2 separate regions of the Mus musculus genome follow, and region 2 is linked to region 1. Evidence: chromatin contacts called from public promoter capture Hi-C data. All regions are on one chromosome and are shown on one strand. The core of a region is the stretch at or near the end of the contact, and the rest is flanking DNA. Distances in the headings are between cores, read along the strand shown.

Region 1 (4,357 bases), core at 1,000-3,499:
GTGGTCTTGGGAACCACGCTTCTGGGAGTCCCAATTTACATTATGATCCTGAGCCTTAAAGTGAATCCACCCTCCTACTCTCTACTTCCTCTCCCGCTCCCACACCCCTTCAGACACTCCCTAAGGAAACTGAGCTTGCAGGTGATTCTGACACACAGGTTTTTGCCTGTTTAACTCTGTTCAGAAGGGAGGGGGGATTGTTTCACCATGACCTTGACTACGTTTCTAATCATAGTGAACAATAAAGCTGGTGTTATCCTGAGAGTCTGCTGAGATTGGGGGCAATCTTGGAGGATGAAAAGTACCCACCCCTCCCTGCCACTCTGTCCCTGTCCTTAATTGGACAGAGAAGGGACAGGACAGTTGTGAATGTCTTTTCATCTGAAAAGAGGGTGAGAATAAGTGCTGGCTCACTTACTGCAAGATGAGAGTGAGAGTGATAGACACGGCAGGCCTGGGGAGGATCTGCAAAGTCAAACCCAATGCTGCCTGCGCCCCACTGGGCAGGGGCAGACCCAGTGCTGCCTGCGCCCCACTGGGCAGGGGCAGACCCAGTGCTGCCTGCGCCCCACTGGGCAGGGGCAGACCCAACTTGCCCAGGTGCGGGTTTTCCATTGTAATGTACAGCTGGACCGAGAATCTCTGTGGGCTCCTACCTGTTTCTCCTCTTTTCTTCAATACATACTGACCTTCACAAGAGAGCTTGCTATCTAATAGGTGTTCTCTCTCTCTCTCTCTCTCTCTCTCTCTCTCTCTCTCTCTCACACACACACACACACACACACACACACACACACACACAGAGTCTACATTGAGGTGTGTTCTCATGTAGCTCAGGATAGCTTTGAACTTTCTATGTAGCCCAGGACCATGAAATTCTAACACTTCTCTCTGTACTTCCTGAGAGCTGAGATTACAGATGTGAGCCACCATATCCAACAGATAAGTGCTGGGGATCCAGTGCAGGGTTTCATGCACACCAGGCAAGAACTCCTCCCACTGAGATAAATCCCAGTCCAATAAATATATATTTAATTAAAGTTGAATATGTTTCTAGCAGAGTAGTTCAAAACAAAACACCTGTAAACACTGCCTTAAACACTGCCTTAATGGACTCCTGCATCCCTTATGTTGGTCACTAGAGGTCACCATTGACTTAGTTCTTGCCAGGGAAGCCTAGTCCAGTTGTTCAGGTGTCAGTGATCATCAAAGTTGTCTTTGGAAGTCGCCGTTATCTCCTTGACCATTACCAGTAGCTACATAGTATTTTAGAAGAGCTGGGAAGTGCTGGAGAACTTCTTTGGTTTTCTGTGAAGCCCAGTTCTTCACCGTTAACCAGTTCTTCACTTGCTAGTGCTGCTCTCTGCTTCTTCCAGTCTCAAGATGTCTCCAGAGACACTGTGAACAATCTGCTCCTAGACCCACACAACTCTAAGCACATTCAAACATAAGACATGGTGTCCCACGGGCCTCAAACACAAATGTGTCTCCAGTCAACCAGACAGGCCTCAGGTATACAGTAAAGCCCAAGACATACCTGGATACAGGACCCCAGAATAACCTCCTACAAGGAGAGTGCCCAGCGCAGCCAAGACCACTCTCCCTTTCCATCCCACAAGAAGTTATTCAACAAAACATCTCTGATACCAGGGTAGAATCTGTTCTAACTCCTGCCTCTAAGAAGACAAGAGTTGAGAGACTCTAAAAAAAAATATTTAAAACCTCCAGCAGAGAATGGGAGTGAGAGTGTCTGAGAGGCCAGGGAAGCCTACAGAGTGGGAGCTCTGGAGTTGGTGTTTGAAGCAGGAGTAGAAGCTCACTGAGCCGAGAAGATGTAAGCACATAAGAACAGCCCACGGCAAGTCACTGAGGCATTGCCGAGGGACTGTTGAGTGTAAAACACTCAGGTGACACTGGTGCTCAAGGCAGACCTTTTGGCCAAGGCCACATCACTACCAATGAACCAGGACTAGGACCCGGGACCTAAAGTCTTCTAAGTTTGGGTCCTGGGCCCTTTCTACCACGAACCATGACCTCTGCCCTGGAGGAGGGTTACCTGGGGCCTGAGGCTTACCTGTTAGGGTTTCTGTAGGGTTTGAAGGGAGGTCTGAGGAATGAAGGGTGTGCAGAGAAGACTTTGATGGTAGCAGAGCCCATGCTCTCTAGCCCTCTGGTAGAGAGTCATGTCAGGGAGCAAGCAGAGCACATAGGGCTGATGGGTGAAGGTTCTGGACCCAGAACATTACAGCCTCCTCATCTAAGATCGCCATGGCAACAAGAGCATCACAGAGGGCCTGACCTTTGCCAGGCAGGTAGAAGAGGACCAGACTTGGCAGAGGGCAGTAAGCAGTAGGCCCTGGGCTGGGCCTGGCAGACCTGGCTGCTGTCTCCAGGTTCTGCATAGGGTGCCTGCTAGCCCACTCTCCTCCTCTGGGCCAATCACAGAATAAACAGGGAAGAAACCAAGAGGTGGATTAACACAGCTGGACAGGGAGGCAGAGGACATATAGTGCCACTCCAGGGACAGGAAGGAAGACAGTCAATACCTCTTTCCTGACACGAAGCAGCTCTCATTGCTAAAGCTCTGGGAGACTGGCATAATAACCTCTGACCTTTTCAGAGGGGCAACAGGGATAAGGTGAGACAGGGAAAGGCTGGGAGACAAGTCCCAGCACCACCAAGCCATATCCCACAGATAGCAATGAAATAATACAGAATAGACCAGAACCAACCCAGAAAGAGACACATGGTGAGAACTCAGCACAACCTGGGGGAAAGCTAGGATCTCTAGTCGTGTGGTGCTTCATGGACTCCACCCTGCAGCTACCAGCCAGGTGAGGACCTGACCCTACCCTTACCTCTCACCAAATCCCCATCTGTTCAGTGAATTTATTTGTTTGTATGTATGTATGTATGTATGTATGTATGTATGTATTTAGTTTTTGGTCTTATGTGTATAGGTGTTTATCTGTATAACATATGCATGCCTGGTACCTGATGCAGCCAGAAGAGGGCACAGTATCCCTTGAGACTTGAGTTTCAGATGGTTGTGAGTCAACATGTGGGTGCTGGAGATCAAAGTCAGGTCCTCCGGAAGAAGAGCCATTGCTCTTAACTGGTGAGCCACAGTTGACTGAATTCTTGATACAAAGACCTACTACATAGTCCAAGTTCCTTGGGGGATATCAAGCAGCAAAAGCCTTTTTCTCTGTGGGCTCCTCAGCCTCAGTGAATTGCTTTGCCTGTCTATTTCCTCTTAGAACATGGACTCTTACACTGAGGCCCCTTAGCACGCACACACACTATACAACACACACACACACACACTGAGGCCCCTGAGCACACACACACACACACTATACAACAGATTGTTAGAGATGCAAGGATCTGAGGCTTCCACCCCAGACCTCCTCAGTCATAATCTGCATTTCATTTTTTTTTTTTTAGTTTTGTTTACTTATTGGTGTGTGTGTGTGTGTGTGTGTGTGTGTGTGTGTGTGTGCTTGAATACCACAGTACACATTCGGAGGTCAGAGGACAACTTTCAGGAGTTGGTTCTCTCCTTCCAGCTTGTGGGTCTCACGAATCAAACTAAGCCTTGACCGCAAGCACTGTTATCTACATCTGAGTCAGGTGTACAACCTGGGTTGAGAGGTTGGCTTCGGGCGATGGTGAGAGAGAGAAAAGTCCATTACTGTTTTCATTTCAAAAGCACTGCGTTCTTTTGTTTGTTTGCTGTTGACACAGGCCTTGAACCTGATGTGTATCTGAAGATGACCTTGAACCCCTAATTATCCTTTGCCCGTTTCCTAAGTGTTAAGATTGCAGGCCCAACTTATGCAGTGCTGGGGATTGAACCAAGGTTTCTTGCATGCCAGGCAAGCACTCTACCAACTGAGCGACACCCAGACCTCTTTATACTTAGTTGAGAATGTTCTTGAACACATAAAACTTTAATGTTCATGAATTTTGACCTGGCTGAATCTATTCTGAGAATTTTATGATTTTTGCTGATACAGTTAAGATCTGATATATTTTGGATTCCTTTTTGTGGAGAGTGTGAGGTAAAGGTCCAAGGCCACTGAGACATATGGGTACCCAGCTGCCCATGTGCTGTTTGTTTCCTTCATTGAATGGGTTTGGCATCATTGTTAAAGATCAATTTGTGACAGATGTATCTATTTCTGGAGAGTCTGCTCAATTCCATTGACCTCTGTGTCTGTCCTGAGGCCAATACTACACTTGTTTTGATTTGGTTTTTTTTTTGTGTGTGTATATATGTGTAATATGTATATGAGTACATATGTGTGCATTCATATTGAAGCCCTAGGTCAATGTCAGTGTCTTCCTCAGTGGC
Region 2 (4,735 bases), core at 773-3,272, 170 kb after region 1:
ACATTTAATCAAGGACTATGTCTTCTTATGTCATTGTAACCCAGAAGTCCAGACTCCTTTGATTTCTATTCTATTTCTACATGTCAATATAGCTCTCAGCCTGGCCATTTAAACGTGTTCCTTCATTCTCACCATGCTGGCCTGTTCTAGAGAGTGGAGGAATTTTCTTATGGTCAGAACTTGGGGCTGTTTCCAACTTCTGCTGCTAAGCATACTAATTTTTTCACCTTTGTGTAGCCTCTCCACCCCCTACTTTCCCAGGAGTGCAATTACTCCCTCAAAGGATCACAGACCAGTTTACAGCTCTGTTTCAGTTGCCAAATTGTTGCTCAAAGGTTTGTAGAAAGATGTACTGCCATTTCAGAGGGGCAGCCGCAGGGACTGACTGTCGTTCTTAAGCCCATTCATGGTATCTTTACAGGAAGTTGGAACACTGAATTTGCCCAACGGAAGGTAGAAAGTCCCCTCCTTGTTCTGGGTCGATTCTCTCATCAATAGATTGGAGATACGCTCGTCTGCAGAGAATGCCAAGCTTCTCCTTAGCCTGTTTTGTGTCGCCTCTCATAGGTGCCAAGGTCTGAAGTTTACATATGATACTTGATTGAGTCCTGTTTCTTTCCCTTGGAATTGTTGTGAGAGTTCTTAAAGTCGTCCAAGTCAGAGCCTGGGTCCTGGCAGCACTAACAAACCAGGCCAACTACCCTTCTTCAACAGGTTTATTAAATATACTATTAATAGTGAAAATCAGACAAGGGAAATTGACTCATTGTGGCCACACTGGGAAGAGGAACAAAGAAGTGCAGAACCCTCCCACTCACCACCTGCTCATCCCTCCACACTGCCAAATCCATCTTGGGGACATGTTGTTCAGGTTTAAGCAGAAGTAAAATGTATGACAACTCAGCCATCCTGGTCCAGGTGAGGCCTTGCCCACCACTACTGTCTAGACTCTGGTCTCTCTGCAGAACCATGTGAAATCTGTTTCTGGAGATAAGCTTCCCCCTGGATGGCACCAGGCTTCAGCCTTTTCCTTCTCCCAGGATAAGATTCCTGAGGGAAGGCAGGCAATGGTGGCACACATCTTTAATCTCAGCACTCCGGAGGCAGAAGCAAGTGGAGCTCTGTGAGACAGAGGGCAGCCTGATCTACAGAGTGAGTTCCAGACCAGTCAGGGCTACAAAGAGAAACCCTGTCTTGAAAAAAAACAAAAGCCGGGCGTGGTGGCGCACGCCTTTAATCCCAGCACTCAGGAGGCAGAGGCAGGCGGATTTCTGAGTTCGAGGCCAGCCTGGTCTACAAAGTGAGTGCCAGGAGGACAGCCAGGGCTACACAGAGAAACCCTGTCTCGAAAAACCAAAAAAAAAGAAAAAAAAAAAAAAAGAAAAAAAAAAAAAACACTAACAACAACAACAACAACAAAGAGGAATAATAATTCCTTAGGGTTAATTGTCTGAATAGTATGTAAACACAGGTGTTATTTTAACTATAGACACTGGGGGATGGAGAGATTGTTCCATGGTTAGGAGCACTTGTTGCTCTTGTATGGAACTCTCAACGCCCAAATGGTGGCTCATAACATCTCTAACTCCAGTTCCAAGGGATCTGACACCCTCTTCCCATCTCCTCTGGGAACAGGCACACTTACTCTGCACAGACATATGTGCAGTCAAACACTTGTGCACATTCTATAAAATAACTTTTTAAAATGACACTAGACATTCTTAGGGCACCATTAGAGTACCCCAAAATCAGAAAAGGTGGCAGAGCTGAGGAGTTCTTCAGGTACAAATCCGTACCCGGCTACCTTAGCCCTGCGACACAACATTTAACCTTACTCCAGCCCAACTTCTTCCTCTGTAAGTGAGGTTGGGTTAGTTTTTCCCTCTGCAACAGGAAGGAAATGAACAAAAATGTGCAAAATGCTGAGACCTGTATTTGACGTGTAAGTACTTGCTACCAACAAATACTTTTCCTGGGGACCCACAAGTGTCTGCTCACCCCAGATAAGGCACCAGTGACCAAACAAACAATCACACCCACCTCTGGCTTAGCAAGCCAGCCAGTTTCCTGGAGTTACTTAAAGGAGCATGGGTGAGTGGGTGAGGGGTGACTTACAGGCACATGGACAATTCAGGTAGCTCTACTACCGATCAGCCCACCCCAAGAGGCTAGAGAGGTGGCTTGGCAGTTAAGAGCACTGGCTGCTCTTTCAGAGGACATGGGTTCAATTCCCCAAATCTACCTGGCAGTTGACAACCACCTGTAGCTCCAGTCCCAAGGAATCCAGTCCTTCTTCTGGTCTCTGGGGGCACCAGACACACAAGTGGTGCACAGACATACACATGATGATAAAACTTACGTAAATATTAAATATTGTTTTTAAAAAATTTCACCACACAAAAAAACCCACTATAGAGTGAGCGATGACTCAGCAAAGCCGCAGTCACTTCCACTTTCCACACCACTTGCCAAGACTCTCCTCTCCCCAGCAATGGCTTCTGCTCATGGAATACTCAAGAGGAACTGAGGATCTAGGAACGTTTTTATGAATTTTATTTTATTTTTTTCATATTAATAAACAACTTTATTCCGGTCACCATACCGGGAACATTCCCAGCTAAATGCACAGAGAAGCAAGGTATTACTATGTTAATACAGGAGCCAATGAGTGACATGGGACAGAATATGAGGAGATAGCATCAAAGTTGTGAGGTCAGACCAGGACAGAGGCCCTAGGCTGATATCATATCGGCAAGGCATATCTTCAACATCTGTATTGTTTCAGTAATGTTAGGGGAACAGATAAAAAGAAAACTAGAACTAGATTCTATGACATTTTGAGTAATGCTGCTATGCTCACAAACACAGACTTCAGGGCATTCTAGTGGCACTGCCACAGGCAAGCAGCTTGCCCTTCACCACTTCCTCAATTTCACTTGCCTGAACTCCTGTCTTTGAACCAAGCCTTGATGAAAGTCTCTTATAAACAGCGAAATTGTCTCAGACAGCAATGGCTACATTCTAAGAGCAACAGGCATCTCTGGTTAGCTATCCTCTAGGAGTGACTGACGGCTCACCTCAAGCATAATGCAGAGGATGAGGACAAGCAGTACAGAGCCTTCCGGAACTCTCTGTGCAGACTGATGCCTTGGTGAGGCTGCACGGCTGCTGCTCACATGGCTTAGAGACCACAGCCTAGCTCAGTCTGCACACTGCTAAATATCATGGCTACAGGTGTGATGCGAGCCCACCTCCATAGCTCTGGGAAAGAAACCAAATCAAAATGAATAGCCTTCTCTACAGCATTCCAGAATGGACTGTCAAGATGTTGAAGGCTCGCTCTCACGGTATTAACTTTTTTTTTTTTTCTTAAAGGGCACCTGGAGTTACATTTGCCACTTATTTGAATTTATCTATTAGGTGCAAACTTATGGACAATTTATTTGTATTTAATTTTTGGAAAAATAGAAACTTTGGTCATAATAAAACTCCTTAAAGGGTTATTTTTGATTAAAATACTATTTTAGGAGTGATATACAACAAGAACTAGGACGTAAACATCTTCATATCTAACACAGGACATGAGCTCTTCACCAGCATCTTAAATACAGCGGGAATCAGCAGTGCTTACAAATGGAGGATAGTCTTAATGAAGTTACCTAGTTATCAAAGTAAGGCACACCCTGCTATTGTCACCCATTGCTGTTAGGCAGTAGTGTTCTTCTTGGAAGGTCCAAGTTGGGAATCTAATTACCCAAAGGTTTAAAATGTGTTTTTGAAGATGATGTCAGATGTGGGGACAGTTAGTTACCTTGAACAAAACCCCTTCCTGGAATCCACAACAAGGCATCAGTGACAACATGCACCTCCATTCAGCACTCGGAACCACACAAGTCCTCCTTCCCAGTCCAGAAATCTGCAAAGCACTGTGCAAAATGTGGGGAGGGTAGGTCACGGAAGACCCTCGAAGCTGGGCCTCTGCTCAAGTCCAGGGATGAGCTGGCCAGCACCCCAATGAGAGAAAACCACACCTGATGCAAACTGCAAGAGGTTTTATTATCAGCTACCCAGGGGAGCGGTGACAGTAGGGGGCTTTTACCAGCTAGTTGAGGAATTGGGAAGAGTTGGGAGGAGTTGGGAGAAGTTCTTCTCTTCCTGGTGTCCTTGGTGAAATTTACAAGGCAGCAGGATTGGGGAGTGAGTTCTTTCTGAATTTTTATCTCCTGTGTCCTCAGCACAGGAAGCCAGGCAAGTGCCTGGCTGGGTCTTTTACAATTATCACATCTCTGGTTGTAAAGTATAGAAACTAAAAGGCTTTTTGCTGGCTATAGAGAACAAAGAGCTTCTTTCTGGCTGTATTTTTAGAGATCAGGGAAAACAAGCTTGGGGAACGTCCAGGGGCTTTACCTTCCAGGGAGAAACGCTCTAAGTCGGGGTTCACAGTCACACCTCCAGTTTGGAGTGTATATGAAAAACAAAGGCACATTTTCTAGGCACTAAACTGTATGTAAACTAACAAAAATAATCACTTGGGGAAAACAAAACAAAACAAAACAAACAAACAAAAAAACAATAGGTAAGCTTGATAACCCAGCAGGTTCTAAGTAGAAAGTCTCGAAGACGATCCTGACCACTGGCCTTCAGTTTTGTCTGCTCTTCTTTAAGAGACACACCGCACGATGATGATGGTGACAATAATCACCAGGACACTGATCCCTATCACCCACATCTTGTA

Evidence for each region. Promoter capture Hi-C pulls out the DNA fragments that hold promoters and counts their contacts.
Region 2: a promoter capture Hi-C map of hematopoietic stem and progenitor cells shows a contact between it and region 1, with 2.4 times the contacts expected there. A contact is called at or near these places in 11 of 39 promoter capture datasets (the C10 cell line, the HPC-7 cell line, HPC-7-derived erythroid cells and 7 more), 1 of 484 Hi-C or Micro-C datasets (bone marrow-derived macrophages), 6 of 130 datasets of targeted methods (the 230-238 cell line, astrocytes, craniofacial prominence and 3 more) and 4 of 9 other capture datasets (adipose tissue, liver, macrophages and 1 more).

The regions. Positions count from the first base shown.
Region 1 is chr19:9,999,384-10,003,740 of GRCm38.p6, forward strand. Best1 (bestrophin 1) reads right to left here and starts at 2,250. Exons shown (of 12, transcript NM_011913.2): 1 at 2,075-2,250. It also overlaps a transcript of Rab3il1 not described here.
Region 2 is chr19:10,171,194-10,175,928 of GRCm38.p6, forward strand. It overlaps the pseudogene Gm50359. Among named protein-coding and RNA genes, the nearest start is that of Fads1, 9.3 kb to the right of the region's middle.